Regions from separate parts of the Macaca mulatta genome. Here all the other regions are linked to region 2. Evidence: chromatin contacts called from public Hi-C data. All regions are on one chromosome and are shown on one strand. Each heading gives the region's core, a stretch centred on a gene start, on an enhancer-like site or on the middle of the called end of the contact. The rest is flanking DNA. Distances are from core to core; before and after follow the strand shown.

The links. Hi-C and Micro-C count contacts between places; a contact is called where the count stands out from the background.
Region 1: a Hi-C map of fetal cortex germinal zone shows a contact between it and region 2, with 9 times the contacts expected there. The contact joins the promoter of LOC144333799 here to the promoter of HECTD3 in region 2. A contact is called at or near these places in 9 of 14 Hi-C or Micro-C datasets (CD4 T cells, blood, cortical neurons and 6 more).
Region 3: a contact with region 2 is called in a Hi-C map of fetal cortex germinal zone, with 6 times the contacts expected there. The contact joins the promoter of CCDC163 here to the promoter of HECTD3 in region 2. A contact is called at or near these places in 7 of 14 Hi-C or Micro-C datasets (CD4 T cells, blood, cortical neurons and 4 more).

Annotation. Positions count from the first base shown.
Region 1 is chr1:195,323,868-195,328,811 of T2T-MMU8v2.0, forward strand. LOC144333799 reads left to right here and starts at 3,037. Exons shown (of 2, transcript XM_077959778.1): 1 at 3,037-3,510. The coding sequence starts at 3,132.
Region 2 is chr1:195,614,420-195,618,917 of T2T-MMU8v2.0, forward strand. It overlaps HECTD3 (HECT domain E3 ubiquitin protein ligase 3), which reads left to right and starts at 2,290. Exons shown (of 21, transcript NM_001257654.1): 1 at 2,290-2,740; 2 at 2,923-3,083; 3 at 3,345-3,437; 4 at 3,517-3,652; 5 at 3,955-4,070; 6 at 4,156-4,269; 7 at 4,412-4,494. The coding sequence starts at 2,372. UROD (uroporphyrinogen decarboxylase) reads right to left here and starts at 1,007. Exons shown (of 9, transcript XM_077959671.1): 1 at 968-1,007; 2 at 239-351; 3 at 43-122. The coding sequence starts at 987.
Region 3 is chr1:195,111,297-195,115,825 of T2T-MMU8v2.0, forward strand. CCDC163 (CCDC163 homolog) reads left to right here and starts at 3,124. Exons shown (of 4, transcript XM_077959763.1): 1 at 3,124-3,465; 2 at 3,904-3,937. The coding sequence starts at 3,247. MMACHC (metabolism of cobalamin associated C) reads right to left here and starts at 3,134. Exons shown (of 4, transcript NM_001266340.1): 1 at 2,934-3,134. The coding sequence starts at 3,014. It overlaps PRDX1 (peroxiredoxin 1), which reads left to right. Exons shown (of 7, transcript NM_001260933.1): 7 at 1,400-1,429.

The sequences.
Region 1 (4,944 bases), core at 1,787-4,286, 290 kb before region 2:
GTATTTTTTAGTAGAGACAGGGTTTCACCGTGTTAGCCAGGATGGTCTCGATCTCCTGACTTCATGATCCGCCGTCTCGGCCTCCCAAAGTGCTGGGATTACAGGCTTGAGCCACCGGGCCTGGCCAGACTTTCAGATTCTTAATGACCTATTTCATAACCCTGGGGAATTTTCAGGTAAATAGCTTTAAATTTGCATATTAAAGAAACAACTCAGGTGAAAGTCAAATAGCAAAATTTACATTATAAGGTTGGACAGAAAATGTTTGGTGTGCTAGAGGGAAATTAAAACAGATTTAATTGCCAATTAAGCATAAAATTGTAGAAATTATAAAGGTCTTTTAAATATATATATATACACACACATAGACACACACATAAACAAATATCCTATAGCTTTTACTTCAGAACTTTTAGCCATGAGATAAACACAAATTCGCTAGCCTGCAAAAAGAACTTGTTGGATACAGTGCTTTTTATCTTAATAGAAAAATAACAGCAGATTTAGAGCAGGCAGAAAAGAAAAAAATAGAGAAAAAGAGCACTTAGGAACTCTATAATTTGCAGGTCGATCTTAAGGCTCTTTTTCCTTAATGTAAATGTGCACAAAGGCCATATTATTTCCATTTTCATAAACTTTGGCAAGCAGAGGTGCCATCAACTCTATGGAGTGCTCGAAAGGGGGTCATTCTCCTTGTTTCCTCCTCATTCTTAGATTGGTTCCAACTTTTTTTTTTTTTTTTTTTTTGTCTTAATAGGAGGAACTGAGCTGTGGCCCAGGTTTTTTTTTTTGTGGTGGATTGATATGTGCTGCTTGTGGGCAGGACGCTACGGTGTGTCATCGCTGAGTCGTTTCCACCCTCTTACATGTCTGGGTTTCTCTCTCCAGAGGTTTATGACCTCAGAGAGGGCTCAGAAGGCTGGGTGATCAGCCCTTATATGCATTTCCTGGATAAGCCATTTTAAAAAATAATTTTTATTAGGGATTTCCCTCCAGGGCGCTGCCTGTCGCAAGGGGTCAACCCCCCAGAGACTCCCATGAGGCCTCCAGTCACCCAGGGGCGCTTCCAGCTGGGAGGAGTAAATGCCCTTTCTCTTTGGAGCTGAGAAAACTGTCATTAACTTATGAAAACAACAGTTCACTTCTCCATGCAAATACACACAGACAAACCGAATTAAGTTTAAATTTGGGAGAAAAAGCAATAGAGAAGACCCTTTAGAATGCATCTCTGAACTAGAATGAGGATCCTTAAACAACAACTTCAGACCGGAACAAAAATAACAACAAAACACCAACAATAAGATCACCAAGCGCTCTAATGGTAAGGAGAAATTAAGACCAGCTGGTTGTCAACCTTAACTTTATCCAAGAGAAACCCCAATTCAGTTACTTATCTAGGGATGGGTCTCAGGCTGAAGGTTGCTTTCTACCATCCTAGAAGCAGGAAAAAAACAAAAAACAAAAAAGAAACAAACTCACCTTCCCTGTTAGAAGCAAGCTCAAACTCCATAGGAGTTATTTGCATTCTATTGTCATGGAAGCAGGAAAAAAGCTGCCTTCCTTGTGTTGCAAGCAAGTAAAACTCTAGAAAAAGAGGAGCTGTACAGCAAAATAAACTTTAGCTCTTGACCAAATTTTGGGAGATCAGGGATTCTCTGGAGGGGGTACTCTCAGACCTCAGTAAATTGTCTTATTGGTTTGGCATAAAGTTAGCTCCTGCTGGTACCAAGCACTGACAGATTTGTCAAAAGTCAGGGGCATCTCCACTCAGAATCCCTCAACGGTTACCAAAATGTGAGCTCTGAAAATTTGAGACAGGTCTCAGTTAACTCAGAAACTTTATTTTGCCAAGGTTGAGGATGCGTGCCTGTGACACAGCCTCAGGGAGTCCCAACGCCATGTGCCCAAGGCGGTCGGGGCACAGTTTGTTTTCATACATTTTAGGGAGACATGAGACATTAATCAACATACGTAAGAGGTACGTTGGTTCCGTCCAGAAAGGCGGGGACAACTCCAACCGGGGAGGGGGCTTCCAGGTTGCAGGTAAGTGAGAGACAAATGGTTGCATTATTTTATTTTCTGATAAGCCTCTCCAAAGGAGGCAATCAGGTATGTGTCTATCTCAGTGAGCAGAGGAGTGACTTTGAATCAAATGGGAGGCAGGTTTGCCCTGAGTAGTTCCCAGCTTGACTTTTCCTTTCAGCTTAGCGATTTGTGGGGCTGAAGATTTCCCACAAGTGAAGGGAAAATATCTCAAACTGCCCCCCCAACCCCGCCCCAAATCACTAAGCTCAAGGGAAAATTCAAGTTGGGAACTGCTCAGGCCACACCTGCCTCCCATTCTATTCAGTCACCCCTCTGCTCATGATGAACAGAATGCTGCTGAACCCTGGGGTCGCTGGGGCCTTAAATGACTTTGATGATGAGAGACTGGGCATGGAGAGCTAGAGGCCCTCATCTCCCTTCCCCAGCGAGTCGGAAGCGACCCCATTACTACTTCTTAGACTGTGCTGAGATTTCTCAGGTTGCGGTGTGCAGCTGGGAGTTGCAGCCTGGCAGGAAGCCCAGGTTTTAGCCTGTGAACCTATGTAGGCCAGGGTGTCTCTGACCTGGCACTCTGTGGAGCCAGGGCAGCCATAGCAGCAAAGGCCATGGGGTCACAAAGAGAGAGACTGCAGAAGGATCAGGAATAACAGGCATAATGGGGCTGCTCTTCCCTAGGCCTGAACACTGGGAAGGCACTGGCAGGGCCCTGGTTTTGATGGTGGATTCCTGGGGCAGGGGCCTTGGTAATAAGGTTCTGAGTGCTGGGGCAGAATGGACTATCTTGACCCTTCATAGTCAGGGTCCCAAGTGAGCAATCCTGGAACCTTCAGGTCTTTGGTACAATGGCTGGGGCTTTCACTCAAGGGCCACAGGTACAGACAGAGGGAGCAGAAACAGGCCCCCCGGCCTTTCACTTCCCACCTGCTCCAGAGGGAGGGAGTAAGGTTTCTGGGCGTAAGTGGGGGCTATCTGAAAGAAAAGGGTGATTTGGCTGGGGCTCGGTGCCCTACAAGAGCCCTGTGCTTGACTTTGATGCAAGGCACAGACTGGGCTCTGAAGAGGGAGGCTGGCGGGCAGACGTCATCATGGATGTTGGGTCTCCCTTCCGGCCGTGGCCCACGTACGACCCCTTTTCCCTTAAAGTCAGGACCACGGGGAACTTTCACAAGATGGGTCCTCGGAGCCTGGCCGCGATTGCCCTCCCAAGGGGTGCTGCTGCGGAGGATAGGCGCGCCAGTCGAGACCAAAGCGAACGGGATGACGCCACTGGAGGGCGCGCGGGGCCGCGGGGCAGGGTGCTGCTGCAGGCTTCAGGCCTCTTCTGCCTTCTACAGCAGCCAGGTCAGCAGAGGCGGAGGCCCGGCTGTGGATGGCCGAGGAGCCGAAGTCGTGAAGCCACGTTCCTCCTACTGCTCTTAACCCAGGCGCGGCGGCTTGCCGAGCAGCTCCCCTCACTCCGAAACCGTAAGCCTCGGCCCTTCCCTCTCTTGCCTATCCCAGCAGGAGCAGGCTGACACCCCAAAAACCCAAGCCCTCTCCTTCCTGGTCCCGCCCCCTCTAGGCTCCCTCCCCTTTTCCTTCCAGAGGCGGCGGCCCCGGAAGCTCCAGCCGTTCTGGACCCGCCCCCTCCAAGCTCCCGCCCCTTTCCCTTCCCGTGGAGGCGGCTCGGAAGCTCCCGCCTTTCTGGACACGCCCCTGCCTCCCCCACAGGACTCCGACTCTCTTCCGGCTTGTGGAGGGCTTGACATTTTACCTGGGGATGGCCCAGAAAAACCTCGCAGAGATGGTGACTTTAAAAAATTCTTTTTCGGCTAGGTACGGTGGCTGACGCCTGTAATCCCAGCGCTTTGGGAGACTGAGGCGGGCGGATCACTTGAGATCACGAGTTCGAGACCCGCCTGGCCAACATGGTCTTTACAAAAATACAAAAATTAGCCGGGCGTGGTGGCGCAGGCCTGTGGTCCCAGCTACTCGGGAGGCTGAGGTGGGAGGATCTCCTGAGCTGGGGGAGGTTAAGGCTGCAGTGAGCTGTGATCGCACTACTGCACTTCAGACGGGGCGACAGGGCAAGACTGCCTTAAAAATAAAAAATTGTTTTGGTAAAATACACATAATATTTACCATATGTACTTTTTTTTTTTTTTTAATGGAGTCTGGCTCTGTTGCCCAGACTGGAGTGCAATGGCACACCACTGGGTTCGAACGATTCTCATGTCTCAGCCACTCAAGTAGCTGGGATTACAGGCGTGCGCCACCACGCTGGGCTAATTTTTGTATTTTTAGTGGAGATGGGGGTTTCTGCCATGTTGGCCAGGCTGGTCTGGAACTCCTGACCTCAGGTGATCTGCCCCCCCTGGCCTCCCAAAGTGCTGAGATTACAGGCTGAGCCACTGTGCCCAGCCCTACCATGAATTTTTTTTTTTTTTTTCTGAAACAGAAGTCTCACTCTGTGCCCAGGCAGTGACACGATCTCGGCTCATTGCAACCTCCGCCTCCGGGGTTCAAGTGATTCTCCTGGCTCAGCCTCCCGAATAGCTGGGATTACAGGCACTCGTCACCACGCTGGGCTAATTTTTGTATTTTTAGTAGAGATGGAGTTTCGCCATGTTGGCCATGCTGTTCTCGAACACTTGACCTCAGGTGATCGCCTGCCTCGGCCTCCCAAAGTGCTGGGATTACAGGTGTCAGCCACTGTGCCCAGCCTACCATGATATTTTTAATGGCCACATAATACCCTGTTATGTGGATGTGTTATATTAATTTAACCAGCCCTCTATTGATGAACATTGTAGCTGTTTATAAAATGGTGTAGTAAACATCCTTTCTGTGGGTCTTTGTGCACATGTGGAGTATGTTTGCAGGCTGATTTCTTGGAAGCAGAATTGTTGGGGTAAAAGC
Region 2 (4,498 bases), core at 1,040-3,539:
GACTGAAGGCATAAATCTTTCCCTCTTTTGTGCACCCCTCACCTGCAGAGTCAGTTCACAGCAGGCCTCAGGAGAGCGACAAGTGCTGAAAAAGTCCTGGGCAGCCCGGGTTTCCCTAAACTCTGCATACAGAGGGAAGACGGGGCTTAGCCTTGAGGCCCTCCAGAGCCCTCCCCTGCCCCTTGAAAACTTTTCGCCTTCCGGAGTTTTATCTAGATTTCCAGGGCCTGACTCTTACCTGGTAAGTAACGGCCTGCCTGGCGCATGCACCAAACGGGAGTGTAGTCTGTTTCCTCTCCCCAGGCTGCTCGCAGGAATGTGTCATTCTTCAGCTCCGGAAAACCCTGAGGTCTGGTAATCAGGTGGGGGTAGGGGTAGGTGTCAGTATGCTAGGCTGGAGGTTGGGTAAAGTGCGGATTCATAAGGCTGATTTAGTCGAGGACCGCTATCTACCTCCTCCAGGCCAGCTCCCAAACCCTGGCTTTCCGCCCGTTCCGCCGCCTCTCTGCCTATCAGGTGGTGCACAAACTCTAGAAGGGCCCGCCCTGGGGCCTCTTCCCTCCACTTAGTCCCTACTCTCCCAAGCTCGAAGCAACTAGAGGGACTAGGGGGAGGAAATAAGGCCCAGGAAGGATAGTTTGGGGGTCTTCGGACTACGGAGTCTCAGAAACGGGAATGTCACTGGGCTGGTTCAGAGGCTGAGAGATCCCCAGGCTGGGGGATAAAGAGGGATGAGAGTTGATGGTCCCAGAATAGAGATCCTGGTTGGAAATCCTGAGGCATCCCTTGAATTAAGGCCCCTGGGATGAACGTCTCAAAAATCCATGGTTTTAGGATTCAGGATCCCAGCTAACAGAGTCCAGGTTGAGAGATCTCCAAGGTGGGGAAAGGGGAGTACAGGGATAGAGTCCTGAGTTGGAAGACTCAGAAGCTCAACTAGCCACACCGCGTGCTCTGGAGAACTCACCCCAACCCGTTCGCTTCCATGGTCAGCTGTCTGTAACTGCGAGCTCAATTCGCAAGTTAACCTGAATGTGAGCCTGCCCCCACCCCGTCCAGGCTCCGCCCCTTTCTGTAGGGAATCAAGGGCGTCGCCATGTTGAAGATCACATGATCAGACTCCCGCGACAGCTCCAGGGCTGCCCTGGCTGCTGCCCGTAGGACCCCTACCTTTTTTCACCGTAAAGTCCGCTGTAGCGACGCAACAACAAACGCTGAAAAGAGAACTCCGCTGTAACTGTATGTTACGGTGACATGAGGAATTTGTTCTCATCTGACGGTCTGGGTATCCGGAGGCTTGGCTCAAGTCCCACTCATGATTCTAATAGTCTTATTCAGCCAGGCATACTGAGGATGATGGAACCAGGCTGCTCAGGAAACTGAAATCGTCATATACTTACATTACCTACTAAGAGCCTGGACCTACAGTAGGTGTAGAGGTTAGCTCTGCTCAAGACAGCCCCGGTCTTTAAGAAGCTATAAGACTGGGAAAACAGAAATCAGTAATCACATTAAAATGAATAACGATTACCAGTGTCCTTGGGATTAGGAGTGACAAACAGAACCCGAATGACTCAAGACTCCTGTCAGTGGCAGGGGAAGGAGCCATTGTCTCAAACATTTTAGTCACACCACCTATAGGATAGGGAGTCGGCCGGGCGCGGTGGCTCAAGCCTGTAATCCCAGCACTTTGGGAGGCCGAGACGGGCGGATCATGAGGTCGGGAGATCGAGACCATCCTGGCTAACACAGTGAAACCCCGTCTCTACTAAAAAATACAAAAAACTAGCCGGGCGAGGTGGCGGGCGCCTGTAGTCCCAGCTACTCGGGAGGCTGAGGCAGGAGAATGGCGTGAACCCGGGAGGCGGAGCTTGTAGTGAGCCGAGATCAGGCCACTGCACTCCAGCCTGGGCGACAGAGCAAGACTCCGTCTCAAAAAAAAAAAAAAAAAAAAAAAAAAAAAGGATAGGGAGTCCAGCAAATTCGTTGGGAGTGGGAGGAAAAAGAGCAGGCCGAAGAACCAGAAAAATGTTGGCAATGATCCAGGCCAGATAGAACGGTTATTGAATGAGGGTAGTAGCAGTAGAGATAAAATGGTAGTAGCAAGGAAATGGAGAGAAGGAGATTGATCAGGTAGAAATCACCAATCTTGGGTTTGGTCGGCTGGGTTAGGGTGGCACAGAGGTAGGTAATATGATTGGGTGTAGGAGTACACAGTGCAATACGGTGAGCGCTGGGTGCGCTTAGTCCAGAACATACGGCGAAGGCTGGCCAAAGGCGGGGCAGGGCGTGGTGGGAAGCTCCGTCCGCGGTCGCGCCAGCTGTTCACCGGGTAGGATCGCCCTTAGGCGCTCACCTCCGCCACTTAGCCATGGCGGGTCCTGGCCCGGGCGCGGTGCTGGAGTCCCCGCGGCAGCTGCTGGGCCGCGTGCGCTTCTTGGCGGAGGCAGCGCGGAGCCTCCGCGCTGGGCGGCCGCTGCCGGCAGCGCTGGCTTTCGTGCCGCAAGAGGTGCTCTACAAGCTTTACAAGGACCCGGCAGGACCGTCGCGCGTGCTCCTGCCCGTGTGGGAGGCAGAGGGCCTGGGGTTGCGTGTGGGCGCCGCAGGCCCAGCCCCCGGAACCGGCTCCGGGCCCCTCCGCGCCGCCCGCGACAGCATCGAGCTCCGGCGCGGCGCCTGCGTGCGCACCACGGGCGAGGAGCTGTGCAACGGCCACGGGCTCTGGGTGAAGCTGACAAAGGTGAGCTCTTCCCCACCCAGGACCAGGTAAAAGACCCCCGGGGCCAGAGAAACCTCTGGCTGTTTCCCTTTCCTCCCCTGTATTGAGTTGGCATTGCGTTCGGTGCCCTTTGCCCTGGGCTGGGTAGGACAGGCGGCTGGGCAGTTCCCTGACGGCTGTCCCCATCCGGCGCGTCCCGGCAGGAGCAGCTGGCAGAGCACCTGGGCGACTGCGGGCTGCAGGAAGGCTGGCTGCTGGTGTGCCGCCCGGCGGAGGGCGGAGCCCGCCTGGTACCCATCGACACTCCCAACCACCTCCAGCGGCAGCAGCAGCTCTTTGGCGTGGATTATCGGCCGGTGCTCAGGTCCTGCACTTGAAGGAGCGGGGCTTGCTGTCCGAAGGCCAGGCCAGGACGGCTTGGGAACACTTCAGCCGCACCCTGGGGTGGGTGGGATACTGGAGTGGAGGCAGGGTTAAGAACAGGAAGGGGCGGGACATGAAGGGGGCTCGGGTGGGGCGTCTGGAGACCGGGAGATAGAGCCCAGGAGAAGGCTACACGGCATGGAGGTAGTGTCCTGCTGCCCGCTGATGTCTCCCTTTCCCACTCCCTACTCTGTGCCCACAGGTGGGAACAGGTGGTGGACCTGACATACTCACATCGCCTGGGATCGAGACCTCAGCCAGCAGAGGCATACGCAGAAGCTGTACAAAGGCTACTGTGAGTGAGCTGGAATGGGGTGGGGAGGAAGGAGCTCTGCGTCTGGGCCCAGTCTAATTAGGGGCTTGGGGTTGCTTAGCTATGTACCCCCGACATGGACCTACGAGTGCGACGAGGACCTGATCCACTTCTTGTATGACCACCTGGGCAAGGAGGATGAGAACCTGGGTAGCGTGAAGCAGTATGTGGAGAGCATAGACGTTTCCTCCTACACGGTGGGTGCTGGGGCTCCTCCCACCCCAGGCAAGATATAGTCACACCCCTCAAGGCTAGATCCAGAAAGAACCCCCACCTCCAGGCCAGGACCAAAACAGGGTCCCCACGGGCCACACTCACTTCAGCTCCCTATCTTGGAAGTCTGTAGGAACCCCTACATACCCAGCGGCCCCCTATCCCATACCAGTTGCCTGTTAGCCCAGCTTCACTCTGCTTTCTCTCTGGTCCTCCTGGTCCAGAGCACAAGCCCAGCTCAGCGAGGGAGGGTAACTACTGACTCCACCTCTCTGCCCCTCCCCAGGAGGAGTTCAATGTATCCTGCCTGACAGACAGCAATGCCGATACCTACTGGGAGAGCGATGGGTCCCAGTGCCAGCACTGGGTACGGCTTACCATGAAGAAGGGCACCATTGTCAAGTAAGTAGGCTCTGGGCAGGACAGGATGGGTGAGCCACATTCCTGTGGGTTCACAAAGACTCATGTTCACACTCTGACCTTTCAGGAAGCTGCTACTTACAGTAGATACCACAGATGACAACTTTATGCCAAAGCGGGTGGTGGTCTATGGGGGCGAAGGGGACAACCTGAAGAAGCTGAGTGACGTGAGCATTGACGAGTGAGCACACTGGCCTGGGGAGGGAAGTAGGGTGTGTTCCAAGCCTAGCCCAGCTTGGAAGCCTAAGTTTGAGTGAGACTCCAGCAGTCTCTGAAGGCCTGAGGCAGGAGGTATCCGAAGTGCCTCACACTCGTCTCCTCAGGACCCTGATTGGTGATGTCTGTGTCCTGGAGGACATGACTGTCCACCTCCCGATCATCGAGATCCGCATCGTGGAGTGCCGAGGTGA
Region 3 (4,529 bases), core at 1,874-4,373, 500 kb before region 2:
GTTACTTGGGAGACTGAAGTGGGAGGATCACTTGAGCCCAGGAGTTTGAGGCTGCAGTGAGCTATGATTGCACCACTGCACTCCAGCCTGGAGGACAGAGTGAGACTTTGTCTCTAAATAAATAAAGAATAAAATAAACAGAAGTCACAGCATAAGCAAACACACTGGCAGAAAATTCCTGGGCATATTTGAAAATTGTCTAGTTTGGTGGAAGTGAAGGGTCCGTAGAGGGAATCAGAGGGAGAGAAGGCTGGAGAGATCAATAGGAGTGAGATTTTGATTGGCTTTGAATACCAATTTAAAGAATATGAATTTAATTTGGTGACAGTGAAGAGTCACTGATGATTTAAGAAGTAAACTAGCATGATCAGTTTTAGATCAAACTGGCTGCAGTGTGGAGGATGGACTGGAGGTAAAATGACAGCAAGGAGGTTATTACAGTAATCCAAGTGAGAAATGGTGGCCTGAACCACAGCATAGACGGGTGGAATAGAAGGGAATGGACTTGGGAGATTCAGTAGACAGTCTTTTTTTTTTTTTTTTTTTTGTTTTTTTGTTTTTTTGTTTTTTTGTTTTTTTGTTTTTTTTTTTTGAGACGGAGTCTCACTCTGTCGCCCAGGCTGGAGTGCAGTGACGCGATCTCGGCTCACTGCAAGCTCTGCCTCCTGGGTTCACGCCATTCTCCTGCCTCAGCCTCCTGAGTAGCTAGGACTACAGGCGCCCGCCACCGCGCCCGGCTAATTTTTTGTATTTTTAGTAGAGACGGGGTTTCACTGTGGTCTCGATCTCCTGACCTTGTGATCCGCCCGCCTCGGCCTCCCAAAGTGCTGGGATTACAGGCTTGAGCCACCGCGCCCGGCCTTGTAGACAGTCTTATAGGATGTGGGGGTAGAGAGGTGAGAGGTAGGAGCCTAGGGTGACTGGCAGGGCTGCAGTTGGCTTTGTTCAGTACAAAAACTCCTAATACCCAGGTCTACTCAATTTGCCAGATAGGTATTTTCACTCTTCCACATACCTGCCATCCACTGAAACAGTGTCTCAAAGAGTTAAAGGTTGATCTGCAACAAATAGCTTTTGTTTTCTCAAAAACCCAGTGTCATAATATTGGCTTCTAGCACATCAGGCATCAAGCCCTTTTACTTGGTAACACCACACCACTATCTCCACACTTTTTTTTTTTTTTTTTGAGACGGAGTCTCGCTCTGTCGCCCAGGCTGGAGTGCAGTGGCCAGATCTCAGCTCACTGCAAGCTCCGCCTCCCGGGTTCCTGCCATTCTCCTGCCTCAGCCTCCCGAGTAGCTGGGACCACAGGCGCCGCCACCTCGCCCGGCTAATTTTTTGTGGTTTTTTTTTTTTTTTTGACGGAGTCTCCCTGTGTCGCCCAGGCTGGAGTGCAGTGGCCGGATCTCAGCTCACTGCAAGCTCCGCCTCCCGGGTTTTTACGCCATTCTCCTGCCTCAGCCTCCCGAGTAGCCGGGACTACAGGCGCCCGCCACCTCGCCCGGCTAGTTTTTCGTATTTTTTAGTAGAGACGGGGTTTCACCGTGTTAGCCAGGATGGTCTCGAACTCCTGACCTCGTGATCCGCCTGTCTCGGCCTCCCAAAGTGCTGGGATTACAGGCTTGAGCCACCGCGCCCGGCCTTGTGTTTTTTTTTAGTAGAGACGGGGTTTCGCCGTGTTAGCCAGGATGGTCTCGATCTCCTGGCCTTGTGATCCGCCCGTCTCGGCCTCCCAAAGTGCTGGGATTACAGGCTTGAGCCACCGCGCCCGGCTATCTCCACACTTTTACTCAATCTTTTTCTGATATTTGGGATGTACATAACCCTCCTTCCTTCCAATCTATCTTTTCATATATAGCTTAATTCCATTTTTTCTGGCAAGACCAGTCTCAAGCTAGACCCAACCTACTTCTCCCTCTATATCCTCTCCCAGGTCTGCTGTGAGCCACTCGGTGGAAGGAATGGGAAGTGGGTAGTCTCTTAAGCATCAGGCAGAGGGCTCAAGCTGAGTTGATTTAGCTTTGTAACTTAACTGCTCAGTGCACAGGGCACTGATGTTGGGAAATATAACTGTGTAAATGGGGGTCGGGGTGCGGTGCTGAGATTGCTGTGCCAGGCGAGTGTACAAAGTTTCATTACCCAGTCCAGCACTGATGACTGGAAATATCATGAATTATCCTTCTGTTGGTAGAGGGAACAAACCAGCCAATTGTTTGCCTGTTCATTATCAGGAATGCCGTCCCTCTTCAGCTGACCTAAATCATAGCTATGCAAACCTTCTGGGCTTTGACCTCTCCTAAATCCTTTAGGAAGTTCCAAGGTGACTCTGCCTCACAGGTCCCTTTCTTCTTGTAAATTATATAGGTGACAATCTGAGCCACACACGTTACAGGTCATATGGTGTCTCCTGTTAACCAATCCGGCATTATACTATATGGGGGTAAAAGGACAAACATGGGACAACTTTTTTTTTTTTTTTTTTTTTGAGATGAGTTTCGCTGGTTGCTCAGGCTGGAGTGCAATGGCGCAATCTCGGCTCACTGCAACCTCCGCCTCAGGGGTTACAGCGATTTTCCTGCCTCGGCCTCCCCAGTAGCTGGGATTACAGGCATGCACCAATATGCCCGGCTAATTTTGTATTTTTAGCAGAGATGGGGTTTCACCATGTTGGCCAGACTGGTCTCGAACTCCTCACCTCAGGTGATCCGCCTGCCTCTGCTTCCCAAAGTGCTGGGATTACAGGTGTGAGCCACCACGCCCGGCCTCGACCACTATCTTTTTAACCCAAGCCCCCACTGAAACCCTGTCCCTGTTGTCACATGGACATTGGGCTGCAGGAACACAGGAGGAGCAGAGGCTCCTGAGGCCTCACGCCAGTTGCAACGAAGCCAATCATAGATCTCGCCCTAGAGCAGCAGGAGGGATAAACTAACCTGGAAGGGGTAAACCTCGAAGCCAAAAGGACATAGCATGTCCTCGATCTTCTGCTTCAGCTCTGCGACTTTCGGCTCCATAGCGCTCGTTACACGCTGAGCTTGCCGGGGAATGAAGTCTCAAGGACAATTGGGCCGTTACGTTTTGAGTCAACTTCGACTCCATTTCCCAGGTAGGAAACGGGTAAAATAGCGGGACAGTATTGGCTATGCGCGATGCATCTTGGGATGCGTAGTTTGTTCGATCCCTGGAGACAGCTACACGGAATCAGGAAGACTCAGTTTCCCGGCAAGCTACACGGTGGGGGTGTGCATGTACGTGTCTCTTCCAGGGAAAGGTAGTTCCGCCGCCTCCATCGCCGGTTGTGTTTGCGAGAGGCGAACTCAGTTTCCCAGGTGGCGCAGCGGCAGCCAGTCCAAAGTCGGACTTTCAAAACCAACCCGAAGTTTTGAACCCGGCGGCGGCAGTTGTCACTGGCACAGGTTTGGCGTGGCGGCGCCAGTGTACTGCTTCTGGGGAGGTCTCGACCAGGTTCTGGCACCTTCAACCCCCACCTGATATCTGCGTATCATCAGGGTATCCCGCTTTCCCCCCAGTTCCCCAAGAGCGTCCTTCCTTTCCCTAGTCCCACGATCGCAGTTTTGGTCTGATAGTGCATCCCCCTACTCCAAGTTGCATCCCCACTACCCTCTTTCCATCTAACGTGGTGGCCTTTCCTGGGCTGTACCTTGGGTATCCCCCGCTGAGAGAGTAAGCACAAGGCACCAGGGAGCCAGACCCCTGCCGCTCCCCTGCCACAGGATATGAGTAGGAGCCTCAGCTGGTTTGAGCAGCTGGATGTGCTTCTCAACACTACTGATGGAAATGTGGCCCGGATTAAGGTGAGGGGTTGGTGGAAGTCCCCAGTTTGCGTGGGCACGCTAAGGGACTCTCAGAGCTCATTGACCTGTGCAACTGTTTCTTTTGTAGCAGTGGCTGTATCCTCTTGGGGTCTCCAACTCAGGTAAATAATGTCTCTTTCTACTTCCAAGCCCTTTCTCTTTCTGTGCCTTCCTCCAGGGCCTGTATCATCCATTACTCCTTCCAAATTCCAACTCTGTCCTTTCCTTAACTCTGTTTCCCCACACAGACCCTGCACTTAACCCTTCCTTATTCCCTCAGCTGGGGACCTGGCTGGGACCTGGATTTCCTCTCATCACTTGCCTCTGCAGTCAGGAGTCCAAGCTCAACAGCCTTGGGCTTTAGAGACTCCCACAGTCCTACAAAGACTGAGCTGCCCTGAGTCCTAGAGCCCATCCTCTCTCTGGGATGAGGTTACTATTCTCTGATCCTAGCTTCAATCTCAGGCTCAGATGAGGCTTGGAATCCTTGGTGTGTATATGTGATGTTTGTGTGAGATGAGGATATTAGGGATTGGGAAAAGCTGTTATACAGTAGCTCATATGTTTTTTTCTGCCTGGGTAGGTGACTGAGGCCCTAAGGCAGGCAGTGCAGGGCCTGCTAGAAGAGTGAGAGCAGCAGAAGTACCAGCTCAGTATCTTGGAATGTATCTGGCCAGTTATTTTCTTCATACACACAGCTTCATACGTATGCAC